2 separate regions of the Mus musculus genome follow, and region 2 is linked to region 1. A link is a contact called in public HiChIP or PLAC-seq data. All regions are on one chromosome and are shown on one strand. The core of a region is the stretch at or near the end of the contact, and the rest is flanking DNA. Distances in the headings are between cores, read along the strand shown. Region 1 overlaps Acly (ATP citrate lyase). Region 2 has its middle 6.5 kb from the start of Atp6v0a1.

The links. HiChIP or PLAC-seq counts read pairs in DNA pulled down with a chosen protein or histone mark.
Region 2: an H3K27ac HiChIP or PLAC-seq map of extraembryonic endoderm stem cells shows a contact between it and region 1, with 4 times the contacts expected there. The contact joins two enhancer-like sites. A contact is called at or near these places in 4 of 39 promoter capture datasets (the C10 cell line, hippocampal neurons and liver) and 2 of 115 datasets of contacts at active chromatin or transcription factors (embryonic midbrain and extraembryonic endoderm stem cells).

Annotation. Positions count from the first base shown.
Region 1 is chr11:100,497,024-100,504,096 of GRCm38.p6, forward strand. Acly (ATP citrate lyase) reads right to left here. Exons shown (of 28, transcript NM_134037.3): 14 at 1,598-1,739; 15 at 1,162-1,330. Among named protein-coding and RNA genes, the nearest start is that of Mir7116, 22 kb to the left of the region's middle. Within about 2 kb of position 4,623, at least 33 of the 459 cell types and tissues checked have an H3K27ac peak or open chromatin away from gene starts, as enhancers often do. A contact at or near this core is called in extraembryonic endoderm stem cells, where this site is marked.
Region 2 is chr11:100,999,401-101,006,473 of GRCm38.p6, forward strand. No RefSeq gene overlaps it. Among named protein-coding and RNA genes, the nearest start is that of Atp6v0a1, 6.5 kb to the right of the region's middle. Within about 2 kb of position 3,796, at least 75 of the 459 cell types and tissues checked have an H3K27ac peak or open chromatin away from gene starts, as enhancers often do. A contact at or near this core is called in extraembryonic endoderm stem cells, where this site is marked.

The DNA.
Region 1 (7,073 bases), core at 3,373-5,872:
AGTTAGTTTTAATTAATGTCCAAAGACATGCAGAGTATACAGAACACTAATTCATTACATAGTTGCTTGGTGTTGGCAAGTAGAAACTGGAGCTGGTGAACACCTTTAATCCTAGCGTTCTGAGAGCAGAGACAGGTGGACCTCAGAGTTTCAGGCCAGCCTGGGCTAGATGACGAGACCAGTCTCAAAAGAAAACAAAACTGAATTCCTGCTAATTGGAGTTTAGATCGTGAATGCTCTGGAAGCCTGGATGTATTAGAAATTTCCAAACGGTCATTCTGATGTAGCAGTTCAACTTCTAGACATCTGTGTCAGGGTGATCTGATGGTTTGTATATGCTTGGCCCATGGAATGTGGCACTACTGGGAGGTGTGGCATTATTGGGGGGAGTATGTCACTGGGCTTTGAGGTGTCTCTGCTCAAGCTCTGTCCAGTGTGGAAAGAGACCCTCCTCTTGACTGCCTTCCTCCAGCCCCGTGTCTGCATAGATGCTGCCGTGTTTCCCACCATGGTGATAATGGACTGAACCTCAGAATTTGTAAGCCAGCCCCAATGAAATGTTTCCGTTCTAAAAGTTGCCTTGGTCATGGTGTCTCTTCACAGCAATGGAAACTAAGACAGGGGATGATCAGGAATACGTGCAGATGTTAATCCAAGACACTTGTGACAAGACTAGGAAGGACAAGAGTGATGTTGCCAATCTACTGGTCAGAACGAGGTATGGGGTGGGTATGCTGAAACCTGGTGGCCATGTTGCTGAGAAAAGAGATTTGGAAGTATCCACCTGCTATTCATTCTGCCCTGAAATAAGTACAGAATACCCTGTAAGAAGGTGTTTTGGGGGATGGTGCTAGGGATAGAACTCAAGGCCTTATATTCATAGGCAAGGGCTTTGCCACTGAACGATACTCAGCTCAAAACAGTGCTTCTGAGACTGGTTCAAGCCAGTCTGGGAGGGAATGAGCTGGAACTGATTTCTGGTAACCCAGCGAGGTAGCCACTGCTCACGCTGAACTCTTAACCCACTCTGAGAAGCACCCATCTTCAAGTACTTTCACCCAAGCCAATTCCCAAGTCCTTGCTCACAAGTGGCCGTGACTGTAAATTCCACTCAGGAGCTCTCTCTGATTCCCCCCTAGCTATCCCAGGTGCAGGCTCTACCTGGGCATAGTTCATGGTCTCCATGGTGCTGTCGTAAGCGGACCGCAGAGACGCAAAGTTGATCAGCACGTCTACCTCCGGGTGCTTCTTCATGGCGTCAGCCATGTTCTTGAAGACAGGGATCAGGATTTCCTTGTGTCCCCAGTAAAACTTCTGCTTGTGATCCCCACTGCAAGAAAACAGTGCAAGAGTAAGAACACCCCTAACCCACCAGCTCTGGGGAGGGGAAACTGAACGGAGGAACTTCTTCAAGAACAGCAAGATTCCCTAAAAGTTCCTATCTGAGGGCAAGGGGTCCCCAGGAACGTGGACTGTCCCAATCCCTGGGATGGGTAGATCCCTCCCATGCAAAGATGGGAGGCTGACTCTCAAGCTTCATCTAAAGGTGAGAATCCCACTTAGCCACTTCCAGACTCCCTGCCTTGGGGTGACTCACGTGAAAGGGTAGACCATGGCAGCCACTGAGGGCTCGTCTCGGGAACACACGTAGTCAAAGTCCAGCATGCCCTGCACAGCCCGGGTCTGCATGCCCCACACGATGGCCTTGGTATGTCGGCTGAAGAGGGTGGCACTCTTTCCTAGTGGGCAAAGACACAGCAAGTGCACCCAGAACACACACCTTAGGAAGATCCACGGGGCTCCCTTCCTGAACCCCTAGGCTACACGTCCAGTTTGGAAGTTCTTCAGAGCAGCAAACGAAGGGTTAAGATAATAAATCCTGAGAGACTTGCCTCAGTTTTTCTAGAAGGAAGCAGCAGACGGAATGACAACTGTCTAACGAGACCCGCGTGGCCAGAGAATAGTCCCACGGTGAACAGAGAAGGAGTCCTCAGACAGAAAAGGGCCCACGGCGGAAGATGCCTGAGAGTTCTCACAGGGCAAGCTAAGTGTCCCAGCTACGCTACAGATTCAGGAGTCCTCCATAACGTACTCCGTGGTCTGCATACTCAATAAGGTATTTGTCATTCTTTTGTTTCAAATTTGTCATTAATTAATTAATTTCTCTTACATGTATAGGTGTTTTGTCTCTTAGGTATGTCTGTAAATCACGTTTGCCTGGTGCCCACGGAAGCCAGAGAGGGCGTCGAATCCCCTGAAACTGGAGCTAACAGCTGGTTGTGCACAGTCATGTGGGTTCTGGGAATTAGACTCAGGTCCTCTAGAAAACCAGCCAGTGCTCTTAAGCGGAGCCATCTCTCCGGTCTCTTGTTTGTCTTTTTGAGACAGAGACTCACTATGTAGCTCTGGCTGACAAGCACCATGCTGTACAGACCAGGTTGACAGCAACATCACAGAGATGTGCCTGCCTCTGCCGCCCAAGTGCTGGGAAAAAAGGCATACGTCACCACACGCAACAATTTTTTAATTTTTATTTATTTTTAATGCGTGTATAAGTGTTCTGGCTACATGTATGTTTATTGTGTACTCCTTGTGCAATGCCTGTGGAGACCAGAAAATGGAATCGGATCCTCCAGAACTAGTTATGAGCAGATGTGAGCCATCTGCCACATCAGTGCTGGGAACTAACCAAGTCCTCTGCAAGATCTGTAAGTGCCGTTAACCTCTGAGCCTTACTTCGAGCCCCAGCTGCTGGTTTTTAAGCAGGATTTCATGTAACTGGGGCTGGCCTTGAACTCACCATGTAGCTAAGGACAACCTTAGACTCCTGATCTTGCCTCTCCTTCCTAACTGTTGGTACTGCAGGCTCATAACACACCACCAGCTCTTCTCCCTTTACTTTCAGTTTTTATGTAACCCAGACTGCCTGGAACTCACTATACCTTAATCTGTGACAATCTCTCAGTCTCAGCTTTTTGCCTGCTGGAATTGGAGGTATGAGTCACCATGCCTGGCTCAATTTTTAAAAATTATTAATTATTATTAATGTTTTTTTAAAACAGGATTTTCTTGTGCAGCTCTGACCTGGAATTCACTCTTGTAGACTAAGCTGGCCTTGAACTCAGAGATCTGCCTCTGCTTCCCAAATGCTGGGATTAAAGGCTCATGCCACCACCTCCACCCTTAATAAATTATTTTTAGAGGCACAAGAAAAAAAGTTTACCCCTTCCTGTTTTGCTGAGGACTTTATAGTCCCAACAGTATTAATCAGCCTGTAAACTAGAGAGAAACCCAGCAACAATCAGCATTTAAATACACACAAATTCTAGGTCAGTAGGGGTCCTGTACAGAGGCTTGAGGCAGCCAGGGCTGAGGCTAGCCCAGCCTTATCTCAACACAAGCCAGCACAGGGCCACAGGGCCCTCACCCGAATCCCTAGACCCATTCTCCCACCCTCCTTATCTCCCAAGTGTCTCTTGGCTGCTCAGAACAATCCTCTTGAGACAGGCTTTCTAATAGCAGGGAAGACTTTAATGAACCGAGCAGGCTGGGCATGGTGGTTCACATTTTTAATCCCAGAACCGGGGAGACAGAAGTAGGCAGTGGTCTACAGAGTGCAAAACCCTCATTGAATAACAGGGAAAAGGCTATGATGGTACAAAGAGGCTACAGGAATGCAGCCACTAGCCAGAAGGGAAAGGTCCCTCGATTGTCTTCCCCTTTCAACTCCCCGAATGACCTAGGGAAGGAAACCAGCCATTGGGGGACATTCTGTGCTCCCCTAGGGAGAGCAATGCATCTCACCCAGAGGCCTCTGATATTAACCTACTGTACTACGGCACGCTTGGCTAGCCAAGATCAAGGTCTGAATAAATCCTCCTGCAGGCCAGCAGTAAGCCTCTTACTGCAAGAGTCAGAAGGCTCTTGATTCGTGAACACCTAGATTTACTGTCATCCCGGGGTTCCTATAAGACGTGGAACCTTAGAGTAAGAGCTGCCACATAATCCAGTCTCATCCTTTCTAGCCCAGGAAATTGAAACAGATATCCACATAGATGGTGGTCCTGGGTCACCTTGGAGAGCCAGGATTACAGACTTGACAAAAACACAGTCGTGTGATAAAGGAGGCCATAAAGTAGTGAGGCTCTGACATTCCCAGGGGAGCCCCCACTGAGTCCAAGTGCCATGCTACATAGAAACCCATCTTCAGAGATAAGGACGATGCCCACCCACACCTCCTGCTTTAAAGTCAGAGTTCAAGTGCTTACCTCCTTAAGCAGAGAGAAAGCAAAGCCAAGAGGGCCACTGGCATCAGTAGCAGGAAGCCCCTCCCCTCCCTCCAACCTTAATGGCCCTACTAAGAGTGGAGGGCACTCTCCATGACCTGGTCTCCTTCCTGTCCTCTCTCTTCTCTAGCTTAAGGACCAAATGAAGGTGCCTGCCTCCGCCCGCTTCCCCTAGGGGAGGAGGGCTCCCTGGAGACTGAGTCTGTCTGTTGCTGCTCTATCAGCACAAAGGCCTCGCCTTCCAGGAAACCGTGATCGCGCTGGAGGCAGACAATGAAAGGATTAAGAGCTAGCAGAGGGGCTGGAGAGATGGCTCAGGGATAAGAGCTGGTTGTGCTCCTGCAGGGGACCTGGCTTCCCTTCCTAGCAGCCATGTCAGGTGGCTTACTTACTAAAGATACAACTGCCTGGAGCTCCAGCACCAAGGGATCCAACACCCTCTTCTGCTCTCCCAAGGCACCTGCGCTCACATCCATCACTCCTCACCCCACCCCAGCTAAGATACACTCAAGTCCACATACTTAAAAGTAAGCCTTAGGGGCTGGCGAGATGGCTTAGTGGGTAAGAGCACTGACTGCTCTTCCGAAGGTCCTGAGTTCAAATCCCAGCAACCACACGGTGGCCCACAACCATCTGTAGCGAGACCTGACGCAACTTCTGATGCATCTGAAGTCAGCTACAGTGTACTTATGTATAATAATAAATAAGTCTTTAGGCTGGAGTCAGAGGAGTTACTAGAGCAAGCAGGACTGACTGGAGTGAGCAGGGTGGACCAGAGCAAGCAGAGGTCCTAATATTCAATTTCCAACAACCACATGAAGGTTCACAGTGTATTCATATACATAAAATAAATAATTAAAAAAAAAGTAAGCCTTAGAAACAAAAACTGATAGTCAGAGGGGGCCACTGTCTTTGTTTAGATATTTCTACCTTCTCTAGGGATCAGTCATCGATGAAGACTCTCTTGCCCTTACAACTGTGAATGTCAGATACACTAGGCAGAGCTCAGTGGGATAGTGGTTTGCTCAGCATGCAAGGAGGCTCTGAGTTTGGTTCCCAGTATTGGAAAAAAATCAAGTCATAAGAAAGTCCTGATACAGGTAACTGAGTAATCTACCTGATCTACCTGCTTGGTCAATGGGCAAATGTGTGTGTGAGATGTGTGTGTACCTGCACTGGAAATGTCCACTGTCAACTGTGACCTCTGACACCAAAGACCACACCCCTTCAGGTCCTGAAAAAGACAGATACTAGCTGACCTTCCTACTTTCTCTCTTCCCACCTTTCTCTGCTCTTCTATCAAACCTGGGAGAACCCTACACTGCTCTGGAGTCAGGAGCGGTGGGGCGCACACGGCTGGCGGTACTCAAGTTGCTGAAGTCGCGGCACGGAAGCAAAGCGATGAGGAGATGCAGATGAGAGTCAGGGTGGAGGTGCGGTCCCTTCCCTACAGCAGCCAGCAGTCAGATCAGAGGTATCAACTGCTCTCTGCCGCTCCCCTTTCAGCTGATGGCACCCTCTTCCCCAGGACCATCCCTGCTGACACCCCTGAGTCCCAGAGCTGTGGGCTGGCTCTCGCTCCTTCTGTCTCCACCTCCCGCCAAGGAAAGGAGCCAGAGACAGCCACACAGGGAAGAGACTGCTGTGCTGGGGCAGGTAAATTCTAAGCAGGAGAGGGAAGGGACAGAGAGCAAAGACTAGGACTCAGGGAGGGGGGGGGCACACCAAGGTGGAGACAGGAAATGTACTACACGGCACTGCAACCCACCAGGGAAGAAAGGAAGCACAGAGAAACTGGGACCCGCTAACAAAGCCACACGCAGAGTTGGGGCACAGTGGGGGCATCCTACCTTGCAGGGATCTTGGACTTGGGACTGAATCTGTTAAAGAAAATGACCAAGGCGTCTGAGTGAACTGCTGGTGGGAGGCTTTGGTGGGAGAGGGGAGAAACAGGGGACAGTTCCACAGAGAAGCCTTCCGGTGCTGTCACTGTGTCATGGCAGACAGCAGGAGTAAAGCCAACGAAAGAGGCAAAGCACCAGTGGGCAGAACAGAAGCAGGCGTGACAAAGAACCAGGGTATGGGGAGAGGGCAAGGAGAGGGACACTAGGGAAGTGCAGTCAACATTCAAGTCCCCTCTGGGTGACACTTCCACTATGGCCTTCAGGCTAGCTGAGTCACGCCCTCTCAATGAGGACCCCTCTGTCCCCAGGTAGCACAGTACAGTGACTGAACCGGTACAGTGCTGGGCCCACTCTTCTCCACTGAGGAAAAAGCTGACGCCCTGGGGACCACGGGGCAGTGACTTCTGATCTTGAGCCTTAGCGCAGCTGACCATAGGACAGAGGCTGCCAGGCCCTCATCTGCTGGAGTGTGAGCGCTGGCAGGTCATCCTGCCACTGGGATGGAGATGAGCTGGTAGCATGCACAAGGGCTAGTAGATAAGGCAGAGAGAAGTGTAGTAGGAGCCCCTAGCGAGTCGGAGAAGACAGACAACTGTTTAGAGCTAGCCTTGCTGTCTCCACTCTCAGAACCTGCCTTCCATTTAGGAGTCTGGGAGAACCTTTCTCTTCTTGCTTCTGCTGAGATCCTATCTCCTCCACAGCCTCCCAGGTCAGTTCACAGCCCCCCAGCAGGAGGCGTGGAAGACAGTGGGGAGTGAAGTGATCCAGGCAGTGTGGATCTTCAGCTCCAGGAGAACCCACAGAGAAGACTCAAGTCACTCATCCTGAAGAGATCCACTCCCACCTCATGCTGAGGCCCACTCCCATAGGCAAGCTCAAACGG
Region 2 (7,073 bases), core at 2,546-5,045, 500 kb after region 1:
AGAGGCTGGAGGATCCCACCTAGTAGATACAGAAACATCAAGTCTGAAAGGAAAAGTATTTGCTCAGGATCCCCAAGAGCAAATCTGCAGCACAAAGGAGGTTTATTTGCCTCACAGGGACAGAGGGCAGGGAGTAAGAGCCAAAGACAGGAGATAGAGGGGCGGTCCACACATTGCAAACACAAAGAATCAAAGTTTGAGGGAAGAAACTACATCCCAGTCTCCCTTACCTTCTCCTACAGGGAAAGGCAGGGAACAGGATGACAAGGAACTGCCTGCCTCTGGATGGAGAGAAGACAGACCTGGCACATAAGAAAATGGTAGTTTATAAAGGTCCATGGACACGGACACGCCCCGTGCAGGATGAGGTGTTTAATTTTGGTTGAGCATGTTAATTAGTGAGCCAAAGAGGACTTCTGATTGCTGGACTTTAATATTTCCATAGTTGAATCTTCTTAGCCTCAGAAGGAGGAAGTGGCCAGCTTTAAGAAATATAACCTAACGGTAGCCAGGTGGTAGTGGTGCACCCTTTAATCCCAGCACTCGGGAGGCTGGAAGATCTCTGAGTTTCGAGGCCAGCCTGGTCTACAGAGTGAGTTCCAGGACAGCCAGGGCTACAGAGTGAGTTCCAGGACAGCCAGGGCTACACAGAGAAACCCTGTCTCAAAAGGGAGAAGGGCAAGGCCATGCTCTCCACGCTCAAGCTCTCCAGAGTCCCTTCATAGTCCAGGCTGAGTAGGACTACAAAGTGAGACACTGTCTCAAACGGCAGTCAGAGGTGGGGGTGTAGCTCAGTTGGTAGCGTGCTTGTCCAGCATACCTGCAGCCTGGGTCCCGGCCCCACTCCATTCACTGCAGGAGTGGCCATGCATACCTGTTATCCCAGCACTCGGGAGGCAGAGACAGGAGGATCTGAAATCCAAGGACATCCTCAGCTACATAGGAGTTGGAGGACAGCCTGGGCTACGTGAGACTCTGCTTCAGGAAGAAAGAAAGGAGCTGGAGGCAGCACTGTAGCTGCACAACCTCTGCGAATCTCTTTATAAATACAGACACGTTGAAAACCCCAGAAGCACTAAAACTATGTATACAACTTGATACCAGGGGCCCAATTTCGAAAGAGTATTCCTCTCTAAAGGGAAGCAGAGCTCCTTTGAGAAATGGACGTCAGAACAGAGAAGGTGTAAGCTAAGCTGGAACACCCTCTTATGACAGAAAGTCCCCAAGTCCATCCTGTAAAGGATGGGAACCTGTCAAAAACGGGAAGAAGGTCCCTTTCCAGTAAAAGCTGGGCTGTTCCTTCACCGAAAGCCCTTCCTAAATAAGAAGCAAACACATATAGATAAAATATAAAAAGGAACTTCCTGAAGGCACCAGCAAGCAAGCAAATGTTAAGAAACCTGGAAAGATGGCCTCCTTAAGGATTGCTTTTCCAGTACCTGGTGTTGAGTTGTCACAAGTGTTAGGTTTCAAACCTGGAATGAATGGCTGAGGTGCCTGTTTAACACATCAAACCAGACCTGGCTGCCAGGTTCTCCCAGCATCCCTCAGTCCCTACCTGTTACAGGGCTCTCTGGCTGGTTTACCCCACTCCATAGCCTGAATTTTTCATTGCAGGGGCTGGGCTGCTCTTCCCTATATAAGCCAGTCATTTTGGTTACCTGCTCTCTTCGTACCATTGAGCCTCCTGGTTCCCCTGCCCTTTCCTCTCCCTCCTCCTCCCTGCCTCCCCATGTGGCCCAGCTCAGTCTGGTCATCCCTACTCTGGAGTCTCCCAGATGTCCCTGCCTCTGACTATGCTCTTCCATATATCTAGAATAAACCTTCTCGTCCACCATACCTAGGACTGTCATGTTTCATAAAATGGCTGTATGCTGCGGTGGGAGGGAGGACCTGGGGAGGGGGACATGCTGAGGTGTACCTGAACAATCATGCCAAGCGATAGGCTTAGCATAGAAGGAAGTTTATTGGTAGAAGGGAGGGGGATCTGGAAAAGAGTAGAGACAGAGAAAGGGGGGACAGAGGAGGACAGAAAGAGAGGGAGGTGGGAAGAAGAGGCTGGCCAGGAACACGTGGTAACAAAGAGAGAGTGTGAAAGGGGAAAGAGAAAGAACGGGAGATGGAGAGAAAGCTGGGGTACCAGCAATCCTCTTACACACCTGGCTGGCACCTGGTGGCAGGTGATGATGTAAGCTGTTGCTAGGCTCTGGGAGGAGCCTAGTGGAATTGTCTGTAAGCCAACCAGGACCATTTTCTTTGCTTTTTGTTTCTTTTTCTCATTCATCTGATGCTGAAACCTGGGACTAATCATGTTCCTTTTCTTTCTTTTTTTTTTCTTTCTTTTTATTCACTCAGCAAGTACCTGTGACTCCAGTTCCCTGGGATCAGAAGCTTTTCTGGCTTCTGAGACAGCTGCACACATATAACACACAGACACATTCGAGGAGCACACACACACACACACACACACACACACACACACACACACACACACTTCAAGAGCAGGTCTCTAATCCTGGCTGGCCTTGAATTCCTGAAGTTGTTGAGGGAGATCTTGAACTTCCGGTAAAATGGTCCACTTACGAAAGCTATGACAACCACCTTAATTAAGCCAATTAAGAGTATATAAGTCCTTTTATTAGCCGGTGACCAAGAATGGGCTCTTGCCTCAGAGTCTCTTGGTGTTGACACTCTGGGGTGCAGCACTCTTTTAAGAACAAAACCACAAATACCACTATGTATAAAAGAAGCCAGAACCACATCTGTCTTTTTTTTTTTTTTTTTTTTTTTTTTTGCTTTTCGAGACAGGGTTTCTCTGTGTAGCCCTGGCTGTCCTGGAACTCACTCTGTAGACCAGGCTGTCCTCAAACTCAGAAATCTGCCTGCCTCTGCCTCCCAAGTGCTGGGATTAAAGGTGTGCACCACCACGCCCGACTTTTTTTTTTTTTTTTTTTTTGCAGAGTTTAGCAGCATTTTCCAGACACCCCATGACTTTAATCCCAAATGCTGGGATTAAAGGCATGAACCATCATCACAACCATTCAGCCAAGTTCTCTCCCTCCCTCTCCCTCTCTCTCCCTCTCTCTCCCTCTCTCTCTCTCTCTCTCTCTCTCTCTCTCTCTCTCTCTCTCTCTCTCTCTCTCTCTTTTTCTCGTTTGTCTTTTGGAACAGGGTCTCCCATATCCCAGGCTGGCCTTTAGACTCACTGTGTACCTGGCTCCTGCCCTGGCTCCTGCCTCCATTTCCCCAAGTGCTAAGATTACAGTTCCATCAACATTATGAACTAACCAGTACCCCGGAGCTCTTGACTCTAGCTGCATATGTATCAAAAGATGGCCTAGACGGCCATCACTGGAAAGAGAGGCCCTTTGGACTTGCAAACTTTATATGCCCCAGTACAGGGAAACGCCAGGGCCAAAAAGTGAGAGTGGGTGGGTAGTGGGGGGAGGGTAGGGGGTACTTTTGGGATAGCATTGAAAATGTAAATGAGGAAAATACCTAATTTAAAAAAATTCACAATTTAAAAAAAAAAAAGATTACAGTTCCGTGCCATTGCATCTGGCTTAACTATATCTTTTTTTTTTTCCTACTAGAATCTTCTGTGTCTTTCTCACTCCAAGTGAATCAGTATAAAGCCAACACAGTTATCACTGCTAGCTTATTTCTTCAAAAACCTCAAGCTGGTTTTTCAGTTTCATGAGCAAGTATTTGCAGTGTGAGGTTAGAGAGACTCCTCTGGCCTCTGTGGTCCACTCTGTTGCTCATTCCCATCATGCTTTGTACATTTCACTTCGTTAGGGCTCCCCTTTGCACAGCATTCCAACGCCCACAAGCTAAAGGACTTCCTGCCTCATGAGTCTGAGAGTCATGAGGGTTGCTTAAAACACTGCATGCCTTAGGCTCATTCACTTCTCCTTGTCTGTGTAATCATTAATAGAACCAAAGGGAGTTGTCCCTTGAGGCATCAAAGCCTGCCTCAAAATGCATTTTGAAAGGGTTTGTCTCAAAAAAAAAAAAAAAAAAAAAAAAAAAAAAAAAAAGAAAAGAAAAGAAAAGAAAAAGAAAAAAGAAAGAAAAGTGTTTTTTTGTTTTTTGTTTTGCATTTTACCCAAAGACCTTTATCTTAAACATTCTTTGGCTTTGAAAGGAAAAGCCTGAGTGGTATTTTGGGAAACTCAAGAGTAAAATAGAAAAATAGACCCCTTCCATGGAAACAAACTGCCAATCAATACCTCAAGAATGTCCAAGGGTTTAGTAGGTTACGTAAAGGTTCTTGTAGAACTCTCTTACTTCACTTTACTGGACAAGGTAAGAAATAGAATTTATTCTTTTTTTTTTTTTTTCATGACAGGGTTTCTCTGTATAGCCCTGGCTGTCCTGGAACTCACTTTGTAGACCAGGCTGGCCTCGAACTCAGAAATCTGCCTGTCTCTACCTCCGGAGTGCTGGGATTAAAGGCGTGTGCCACCACCACCCAGCTTAGAATTTATTCTTTTTTTTTTTTTTTAATAATGTTAGTTTTTACATTGTTCTTTTTTTCTTTTAAGTTTTATTTATTTATTATATGTAAGTACACTGTAGCCGTCTTCAGACACTCCAGAAGAGGGTATCAGATTTCGTTATGGATAGTTGTGAGCCACCATGTGGTTGCTGTGATTTGAACTCCGGACCTTCGGAAGAGCAGTCGGCACTCTTAACCACTGAGCCATCTCGCCAGCCCCTAGAATTTATTCTTCTATAAAAGGAAGACACTTTAAAAATTATTGGACTAGATACAGATGATCATTGATTTACTGTTCTTTCAAAAATGCAGAGATAAACTTGTGTGTCTGTATTCATGTGTATGCATGTGTGTGTGCAGTGTATACATGTGTGTGCATATATGTATATGTGTGTACATATATATACATCCACATGTCTTAGTCGGGGTTTCTTTTTTGCCACCACACCCGGCTTAGTCAGGGTTTCTATTCCTGCACAAAACATCAAGACCAAGAAGCAAGTTGGGGAGGAAAGGGTTTATTCTGCTTACACTTCCACACTGCTGTTCATCACCAAAGGAAGTCAGGACTGGAACTCAAGCAGGTCAGGAAGCAGGAGCTGATGCAGAGGCCATGGAGGGATGTTCTTTACTGGCTTGCTTCCCCTGGCTTGCTCAGCCTGGGTTCTTATAGAACCCAAGACTACCAGCCCAGGGATGGCATCACCCAAAAGGGGCCTTTCCCCCTTGATCACTAATTGAGAAAATGCCTTACAGCTGGATCTCACAGAGGCATTTCCCCAACTGAAGCTCCTTTCTCTGTGATAATTCCAGCCTCTGTCAACTTGACACATAAAACTGACCAGTACAGCACATGTGTATGTATGTTTGTAAACCAAACTCAACACATGTGTTGTTCCTCAGGATTTGTCCAACTTCTTATTTTTATTTATTTATTTATTTTGAAACAGGGTCTCACTATGTACCTCTTGCTGTCTAGGGACTCACCATGTAGATTTGACTGGTTTCAAACTCACAGAAATCTGTCAGCCTGTGTCTCCCAAATGCTGGGATTAAAGGCATGTTCCACCACACTCAATTGGACTGGTCTGGCTGATGAGTGAGTGCCAGGGATCCTCTTGTCTCTTTTTCCCCAGAGATAGGTTTATTCATGAGCACCATGCCAGGCTTCTTTTTATATGAGTCCCGGGACTAGATCCAGACTCTCACGCTTGTGTGTGGCAAGCTCTGTACTAAATGAGCAATCTCCCCAGCTCTCAGAAGAAAATTCTTTCCTTTCCTTTCCTTTCCTTTCCTTTCCTTTCCTTTCCTTTCCTTTCCTTTCCTTTCCTTTCCTTTCCTTTCCTTTCCTTTTCCTTCCTTCCCTTCTTCCCTTCCCTTCCCTTCCCTTCCCTTCCCTTCCCTTCCCTTCCCTTCCCTTCCCTTCCCTTCCCTTCCCTTCCCTTCCCTTTTCCCTTCCCTTCCCTTCCCTTTCCTTTTTTCTCTTTTCTTCTCTTTTCTTCTCTTTTCTTCTCTTTTCTTCTCTTTTCTTCTCTTTTCTTCTCTTCTCTTCTCTTCTCTTCTCTTCTCTTCTCTTCTCTTCTCTTCTCTTCTCTTCTCCTCTCTTCTCTTCTCTTCTTTTCTCTTCTCTCAGATCTTAGGACCAAACCAGAACTTTATACTTCCTAGCAAGAACTAACTCTACAACAGAGTGAAAGCCCAACCCCTATAAATTCATATAGTTGAAAAATTATGTACAGCAAATTTCTTTACTAAAGTCTATACAAGAGGTCTAATGGGTTGAACAGTTATCCCTCAAATTTATAGCTAAACTAAGCTTGTGAATGTCCCTTATTTGGGAATAGAATATTTTTCAGATATAATTAAGACAAGGTCCTATTGGACTCACGTGAGTTGTAATCCAGTAAGTGATGTCCCCATAAGGTGGAGAAAATGTGGACATTAAAAAGATAGGAAAGAATGAGAAGAGGGTGTGTGTTCCAGTGTATCCCCAGAGTGCTTCCAAAAGCCAAGGAATACCACTGATTGATAGGGATTACCTGGAGCTGGAAAAAATGGAAGGAGTCTTTTTCAGAATTAGGACCACACAGACACCTTCATTCAAATCTGTCTAAATCAAGTGCAGTGGGCTACTCCAGCAATACCGGCACGTGGGAAGTAGAGGCAGGAGGATTGGGAGTTGCAAGCTAGCCTCAGTTACATAGTGAGCTCCAGGCCAGCCTGAGCTACATGAGACCCTGTACAACAAAACCCTCCACAAATAAGCTACCCACTCTGTGACTATTATGATAGTTAAAGGACAGTCATCCAGGAAGTATACAGACAGGAGTGATATGAGCAAATATTATTCTTCAAAACTCTTTCTTACTCTCCTCTGGGCCCCATGGAAATCTAAGTTGCATAGATTTAGAAATATAAATAACTGCTCCCTGGTGGGAATTTATATAATTGCCACACATTATTCAGAGAGAAAAATAGAAAGATAAAAAGCCTTTTATATTTACTATAACTACAGTAACAATTCTTGTAACTTTGTGTTTAGTTTTTGAAACAGAATCACATGTAGCTGAGG